2 separate regions of the Macaca mulatta genome follow, and region 1 is linked to region 2. The links are chromatin contacts, called in public Hi-C maps. All regions are on one chromosome and are shown on one strand. The core of a region is the stretch at or near the end of the contact, and the rest is flanking DNA. Distances in the headings are between cores, read along the strand shown.

Region 1 (4,282 bases), core at 506-3,005, 520 kb before region 2:
CTATCCATCTCCATAGGCCCTTCTTTGAGGCCTACAGCTTCTGCCTAGCCTTGAAGCCTAAGATGGCTATTTGGAGACAGGTCCTGGTTTCTTTTGTTAGCTGTATAAACCGAGGGCGACGGGGCCGAGGCTGTGCCCCCGGCTGCCGGGATCATTTCGCAGCCGATTATCGATGTTAAACCTGCCCGCGCTAATTTTGAGTTGCACGAAAACTGCTCTCAGAGTCTGTGTGTCTCTGTGTCTCCGCCTGTGCTAGAGCGGCAGCGGCGGCAGAGCTGACTCGCGAGCGAGCGGGCGGGCGGCGCGGGCGCGGGGCGGGCGCGGGGCTCAGGCTGGCGCCCCGCACGCCCGCACTCCCCGCCACGGCGCTCAGACCCTGCCGGCCCGACCGGGCACCGGGCAGGGCGCGAGCCGGCGCCGGGCCGCCCGCCCGCCGGAGCCCCGCGCCCGCCGCGCGCACGCGAGCCACCAGGCCAAAAACAGCCCCGCCGCCGTCCGCCTCCGTGCCACCGGCTGGGAGCGAAAAGAACGCCTTTTGCCCCTGCGGGCCACCCCCCCAGCCCCAAGCGCCCACTCCGGGGTCAAAGGAGACTTTTTGGAGGAGGCCAGCGAGAGGGAAATACAAATTAAAACTTCCACTCACCTTCGCGAATCCGCCTAAAGTAGTGACTCTGGTGTAGAGACCGTGAAGATCCAGCTCCTTCCCACCCACCGCAGGGATTTTTTTAAAAGGCGACCTGCGGGAGAGAGAAAGCCCCGCACTTGTCAGCCGGGACCCCGTGCCCGGCCCGGGCGGGAGAGCCCCGTTCGCCCCGGCTCGCCCCGGCGCTGCCCCCCCGGTTCTGCTCTCACCCTCTGCTGTGGTGGAACTGCCGCAGCTCGTCCAGGAAAGCGAGTCCCTTTCTCCGCTCGTCCGGAGGCGCCTTCCCCGTCGAGTTTGCCATTATTTTTTCAAAGGAGGTTTTTAAAAAACCCAGATCGGTGTTTTAAAAGCGCCCCCCGCTCCCAGCGCTTCCTACCAGAGCCCGGAGCCCATTCCTCGGCCGGCGGCGGCGGGGCTCAGTCATGGGCCGGCGGTGGCGGCGGCGGCGGCGGCGGCGGCGGCGGCGGCGGCGCAGGGAGGGAGGGAGGGAGGGGGAGGAGGAGGAGGAGGAGGGGAAGGAGGGAGCAGGAGGCCAGGGGGAGAGGAGGGAAGGAGGGAGGGGAATTTCTAAAAAAGTTTAAAGAAATCGGAGCGAAACTAGAGGGGCAGGCGACTGCCGGATCCGCGCGAAGCCGCGGGGCGAGCGCGGCCCCCACCCCTTCCTTCCCTCCCTCCCTCCCCGTGGCCCGGCTCTCGCCCGCCTCTCAGCGCCGCCGGCTGAGGCGGCTCAGCCCGGGGACGCGATTCAACATGGTGCTGCTGCCGGGGGCGCGCGAGCGGGCGAGGGGCAAGGCGAGCTGATGGTGAGGGGTCTGGGCTGCCGGAGGCCCAAGAGTTTCGGCGGCGGCGGCGGCGGGGCTGGGGCAGGCGGGGCTGGGGGTGGGGAGGGGGAGGTCTGTGTGGTGGTTTGTGGAAAGCGGGGTGACAGCGTGTATTTCGGCCCCGGCTCCGCGGGGCCCTCGCACACATTTACGCGCGGCCTCGGCCGCGGAGGCCGGGGCGTCCCCAGGCAGAAGCACCGGCGGCAGCTGAGCCGCTGCGCGCCGCCCGCCTGCTTCCCTCCCCGCCAGCCTCCCTCTCTGCCGCCGCCAGCGCCGCCGCCACGGCCCGGCAGCCAGTGCCACACAGCGACCCCCGAGGGCCGGCCGCGGCACTGCGCCTGGCTCCACACCGCCCCGGCAGCTCCTCGCGGGGAACAATAGACTCGGCTCGCCGGGCTTAGGGTTCGTCTGCAATGTGCCGCACATTTCACACACACACACAAAGCCGGCGGAAAGGGGGGCGGCGCGGGGAAACGGCCACTACCGGTTGTTCCAGGGTTAGGGGTGGAGGCGATGTTCGCGTCCCCGGCCCGGCTGTTAGAAGGGCCGCCTCGGAGTCCCCGCCCGCCCGATAGAACCGGTGTGGCGCTCTGAAGGGAAAGGAAGCTCACCGGGGCAGCTACTCACGCTACGCAACATTCACAGATCGGAATAAAGTCAATGTGTTACCTTCTCTTTTTGTAAAGTCTAAAGGAATCGGCTTTTATGAGCCTTATGCTAGTATTTTGGGGCCTGGTTAGCACATTTTCTATGAATTATCCACACGCTAACTTTAGCAAACTATACGTTAAATACATTGTGAACTGTCTGTCCTAGTTCTGTGGAAATAGAGTAATGCTGTTAATACATCTTGCCGCTGGTTGGCTTCACATATCAAACTGGATTATTCTATGACCAAAGTTATGCAAGCTAACTAAACTGGTTGGGAAGCAATCTGTCGAACTTCGACAATAATTAACGTTTACATTTTTATAGTAAGGTCTCTTCAAGATTGCTGCATTTAAAATAAATATCGAATAAAACATTTTTCCTTGCTTTCAAATGTCTTAAATGTAATCCTTGTTTAAAATATTTTTGAAAGTTAAAAAAACCCTTTGTTTAAATGATAGTCAAAACATCTCAACAAATACTACCACCTAAATTTGCATTTACGAAGGGTGTTGGAGCCGGCTTTTTGCTACAAATGTTAAGATTACAGTACGTGAAGCGTATTATTATTCCCATTTTAGTGACGGCCACCACGGGCAAAGTCACTGCCTAACGCAAGGTCACAGGGTAGTAAGGGTCTGGATGGGTTATTTCAGGTAGTCGTTCCAATGGGAACATTGCTTTGGAGGTGAAAAATTATGTAATATAGTGCAGCGTGCTTCCGGTGCTCACTCTAGGAAACGGACTTATTTCCCAACTAAAGTTTGTCTCTTAAGTGGGGTCGGAATAAGGTTGTGGCTAGGAAGTTCCTGACACCCCAGGGCCAGTGAGTGTCTCGGAAGCCTGTGAGGGGCGGAGACCCGGCTCGGGGAGGTGGAGAAGCTCGGCGGCCGCGGGAGACTAGGGGTGAGACTGCTGTTAGGAACACTCGGCCAGCTGTCCCTTCCCCCACCCGTCCTCTTAGGGGGAGTGGAGATGTGGGCTCGGAGCTGCGTGGCCCGGGCTGTGCGGATTCCCTAAACGCCGCACTTGCGCACAGCCCCTTACGTAACCGTCAGTGCCGGGGATTCCCTAGAGGGGGGTCATTCTATTCAACCATTATACACACCCCGGGCTCCTGCCGCCGCGCCGCCGCCGCCTCACAAAATGGCGGCGCCCATAGAGGAGACAGCGTCCGCCTCCCCGGCCCCATTTTGTGGGAGGTGAGAGATCTGTCAACACGGAAAACCTCTGCTGAGGATGCATCCGAGTTTGGAAACCCCACTTAAGGGATGGAGCCTGGGGGATCACATTAAACGGAAAATGCCAACGACTTCCACCTCTACGCGTTTTTAGTTTTTCATTTTCTCGAAGGAAGCGCCAGAAGCCTGTGGGGAATAACTAGAGGGAGAACGGAAAGCTGAGGTGACTGCTCCGGGGACTTGCCGCGGCGCCTTAGTGGCTTTGGTTGCTCTTCCACGCTCCCGGCACCTGACCGCGATCTCTTGGAGGGTGTCCTGGGCCACCTCGGCCGCGCCTGTCGTGCAATGAGACTTTTCTGTAGTTTTAAAATGCAACAGTCCACGGCCCGGTCGGCACCGCTCGCCTGAATCGTGGGCTTCGGGAAGCCTGGAGGCTGCTGCTCCAGGAACTCGCGGTCGGCCGGGAACCGGGGAGCTCGGTTGCCAGGAGCGGGCGGTATTCGTGGACTCCGGCGGCCCTAGCGGGTGGCGGCCGGGATCCGAGCTGGGGATGACGGTGCTGATGGAGCTGATGGGGCAAGAGTGGGAACGGAGGCACGTACACTGAAATTTAAGTCGTCCGAGTTGGGACTTAAGATAGAAGGTTAATATTGTCTCAGGCTAGACTTAGAATGTCTTTTCTGGTATCCCAGTCTGCAGTGGGCAAATCTATTGTCTTTATTTCTCATTTAAGGGCAGAATGGAGGGATGACATTTTTACTTTTCAAGAGGCGGTTGCCACTTTTAAGTCACTGTTAATGTGTGTGTGTACATACACTAACGTATACAATAGTGTGTTTTGCTTTTCAGAGCAAGTATCAAAGGCTAAAGACTTGGAGTGATACTAATGTTTAAAAGCCTTTTTTAAAAAAAAAAAAAAAAGATGTGATGAGAAACTGGAGAATTGACTTTTTAAAATTCCTTTTCTGTAGAAGAGGCTATCTTCAAAA
Region 2 (3,885 bases), core at 1,018-3,517:
AGATACTGGGTGTTGGAACATCAACAATATCTTTTCATTCACTGAAAGAAAAAAAAATTGCCAAGACCTGTTTTAAATGGTACCTGTTGCTACACATAAAACATGTTGAGATGATCCCTACAGTAGAGGCCCCAGGGCCCCACAGGAATAGTAGGAAATGCCCTACTAATATTAACACTAAAGTATTAATATTAGTAGTTTCTAGAGGGTGAGGAGTAGAGATATTTAACTTTTTCTTAAATATATCTACACTGTTTGATTTGACAAAACTAACATGAATGATATCTGTCATTAAAAATAAAAAGAGCTTATTGCCACACACTTATGATGAATTTATACTACGCCTCAATAGGTAAACACAGGCTAGACCAAATTACTTTCTAAACTGAGATCTATTGCTGGCACAGTAAAACAAACAAAGCTCAGAGCCTCTTGCTTACTTCAGTTTCCATTTGAGCTTCTGCCCTCATTTACTTACAATACTCATTATAAACAGTGCACCTCACCATAAGAGACAATAATACTTTCCTGGGAAACAGACTGTGCCAATTTTATTGTAACTTTTTAAACTTCGCTCCTATATTTTTGTGTAATCATCAGGCACTATGTAATCTTGCTAAACAGCAGTAACAGCCAGAGCGACCCAGTGGTAAGAGTATTAATCTTCACTGGTCTTACAAGTCAGAAAACCTGGGTTTGAAAGTGTGAGAAGCTGGGCAGATCAACCTGTGTGCTTCAGTTTTCTCTCCCATTAAAAACTACTACTATTTGCTCCCTCCTTAAGGATGAATACCTAGTAAATTGTTCTTAAATGAATGAATGAAATGTGAAACTAAATCATGGAGTGTAATCTCCTCCATTAGATTTGTCCCTGGAAAACCAAGTTACCAAATTTTTTTGATCTAAATGATCCGTGCCCAAACTGTAACAGAAATAAAAACCACACCCAACTCCTAAAATTAAATTACTTTTAAAGTTATTAGAGAACAACAGGGCTTTAGAACATCAGCAGGATGTTCTGTTTTAAAATTGATTTGGCATCCAGGAGTCTAAGCCGAGTCGCCACAGCAGACTGGCTTAGTAATTTAATTAGAGTCTTCTGGAAGGACCCATTATATCGTCATCCCCCGACAGTGTTCTCTTTAGGGACCTGATTTTCTCTCTAGTCTTCCCATTCCTTTCTCCTTCCTCGCCTCCTCTCACTCCTTTTGTTTGACCTTTTTTTCTTTTTTTGCTCTTAAAACAGCTTTCCCTCCGTTCAGTTTGTCATTCCCATGCATTTTTCACTCTAACAAGAAATGGGTCACCCCAGGTTTGCTCCCCAAGCCCCAGGGCCCCTCAGGACGAGTGGGAAAGGCCCTGCGGTCCACCCCGCCTGGGGGATTCCTCCTCTGATCACAGCCCCGGCAGGCTCCGCAGATGGGAAAGGATTTCCAGCGCGCGCCTAGCGGCCACAAATCACTTCCCTGGGCCACCCTGCCAGGCCTCAACCCTCCCAGAGCCGTCGGTCGGCTTTTACTTTAACGAGGATTCAGGTGGGTCACACCCTGTCCTCCAAACGCGGGCCTGCTCCCCGGACCCCGCCCAGGGGCTCGCCCCAGTGCCCAGGCTCCTCGGCATCCCTAGCACTGTGGGAGGCGGGGAAGTGAACCCAAAGTTGCTTCTGAGTGGAGACTTCCGCACGCAGAGGCGTCCCCGCAGCTGCCTGCCTTTTTCAGGGGCAGCATCCCCCGCCCGTCCGGAGCCTGATCTCGGGGCACCAACGCACCCCGCGCCTCCGCCCCGCCGGGGCCGCACCGGGGCCTCAGTCTGCAGGAAGCCGGGGACAGCGGGCTTCCTCCCCTGCCCGGAGCAGCCGAGTGTCCCGGCCAACCTCCCCCGCCGAGAGCGCAGCGCCCCCGCGCAGTCCCCGAACTTCTTCCCGCGTCGGCTAGGGCTCTCGGGTGGGGACGCGGGGACCCCTCGCTCACCGATATCCCCATCGTCGTCGTCGTCCTCCTCCTCCATTTGTAGCAAAACATTCCTGCTCATCTTTTTCATGTCTCCTTCAGAAGGCGGCTCCGAACTTGGCGCGAAGTTGGGGGCTCCCGGGTTCCGGAACGGCGCGGCTCTCCCAGGGGCCGGATCGGGGACCGCGGGGCCCTTGTCACTTGGGCTCAGGGGCCGGTCTGCCCAACCTGCGCCTGGGAAAGCCGAGCCGAGGCGCCCACTGACCGGAGCCCAGAGCCGGAGGAAGCCTCTCGCCTGCCGAGCGGAGCCCGGAGACTGAGCATGCCCAGTGCGGCCGCCGCGGCTCGCTGCGGAATGATTGAACTTCCCCGGTTTTATGAGGCTTGCAGAAGGAAGTCGGGAGGCGAGACTGGAGAGGGAGTAGTCCGGTGCTGCGCGCTGGGGGACTAGCTGGAGTGAGAGGCGGGAACACGTGAGTGCGGGAGTGGACGGGGTTCCCTAAACATTGATCCCAAACAGGGCAGCTTTTCGTTCCAAGGTCGTCTGTGAACACACACTGCGGCTTGCTTTGTTTTAACGTCTGATACTGGAGAGGGGGGAAATGCTGCTACAGCACAACTGCAGAACCCTGGAAGGCGAGCTCGTTTGAATGGCTTTTAAAGGAGACGTGGAGCTAGTAATGGGGGAATCTTAAATTACTCCGAAGTGGGAAAGTGGAATCTTATACGGGTAGGGTAAGATTACGGGGGAGTGGGGGTGGGAGGAGAGGCAAAACTCAGAGAATAAGCAAAAGAAGAAGGGGCGGGACGGAAGGGAGTGGCGGTGGAGAGAATTTTCTAAATAAACGTGTGCACAAAGGCAGGAGGATTTCCGCATACATAGCGGTCGCGGAGAGTGGAGAAGCGCCCCCTACCCCGCCCGCACGAGCACACAGGGAGTGGTCGGAAGGTAATCGCTGAAGCGTCCAGCCTATTTGTACAATGGAAACTAGTCGTCTGTGTCAAAGAGGCAGAAGAAGCCGAAGACCACTAGAGTTAGATGTAAACTCCTCTAAAACCATGTGGAAAGCTATAATAAGAGAAAAGAAAGTAGTGAAATAAAATTAAGGCAGATAGTTTTTATCTTTATTTTTAGTGCTTTCCTGGAAACCAAAGGGACCAATACGACAAATACAAAGGGATTTAGTACTTTAAAGACCCTTGGAGTTGTTTGAACGGCAGGTTTTGGGGATCGCGTGTCTACAAAACTTTTTTCAAAAAAGCTGGTGCATTCAGGTGGTTCAATTTTGACTTCTCAAAAGGGCTAGAAGGTATATTTGAAATCTTGGTTATATGTGTTATTGTCTACTCCTCACTGAATTTTTTTTTATATTTTTTTCCACTGAAGTGCTAGGGTTATCACAATAACACGAAATCTGCTGTGCATGTTTTTTCTTCCATATGCTTTTTTTGAGACGGTCTCGCTCTGTTGCTGAGGTGGGAGTTCAGTAACTCCGTGCTACAAGCGGAGCACACCACCATGTGGGGCTTATTCTTAAATTTTTTGTAGAATGGGTGTCTCACTATGTTGCCCAGGCTGATTTTGAACTCCTGGCCTCCAGCAATCCTTGCACCTCAGTTTCCTAACTTATTTTTAATGTTCTCTCTGAAAGAAATAAAATATTGAGACCAATCTTCACTGGGAAAATAGCCATGAATATATACATGAAAAGACATGATGAAATTACTTTTAAGAAAATATCTGGGAAACACTATACTTGTTTCTTGAGGTACTTTTTTTGAATAAAGAGAATTGTTTTTAGTATAAAGAGACAACAATGTAGTACTCTGAAGTTAGGATAAAAAAATGATGGGAGAAGAAAGATGAGAAGAGATTGTTTTCTTTCACTGAACCCTCTCCCCTGAGCTTATGAAACTCACTAAAAGTAGAAACTTC

Evidence for each region. Hi-C and Micro-C count contacts between places; a contact is called where the count stands out from the background.
Region 1: a contact with region 2 is called in a Hi-C map of fetal cortex germinal zone, with 3 times the contacts expected there. The contact joins the promoter of ARID2 here to the promoter of ANO6 in region 2. A contact is called at or near these places in 2 of 14 Hi-C or Micro-C datasets (fetal cortex germinal zone and fetal cortical plate).

What each region holds. Positions count from the first base shown.
Region 1 is chr11:52,774,361-52,778,642 of T2T-MMU8v2.0, reverse strand. It overlaps ARID2 (AT-rich interaction domain 2), which reads right to left and starts at 1,755. Exons shown (of 21, transcript XM_028829418.2): 1 at 853-1,755; 2 at 644-737. The coding sequence starts at 944.
Region 2 is chr11:52,256,097-52,259,981 of T2T-MMU8v2.0, reverse strand. ANO6 (anoctamin 6) reads right to left here and starts at 2,267. Exons shown (of 19, transcript XM_077953929.1): 1 at 1,971-2,267. The coding sequence starts at 2,021.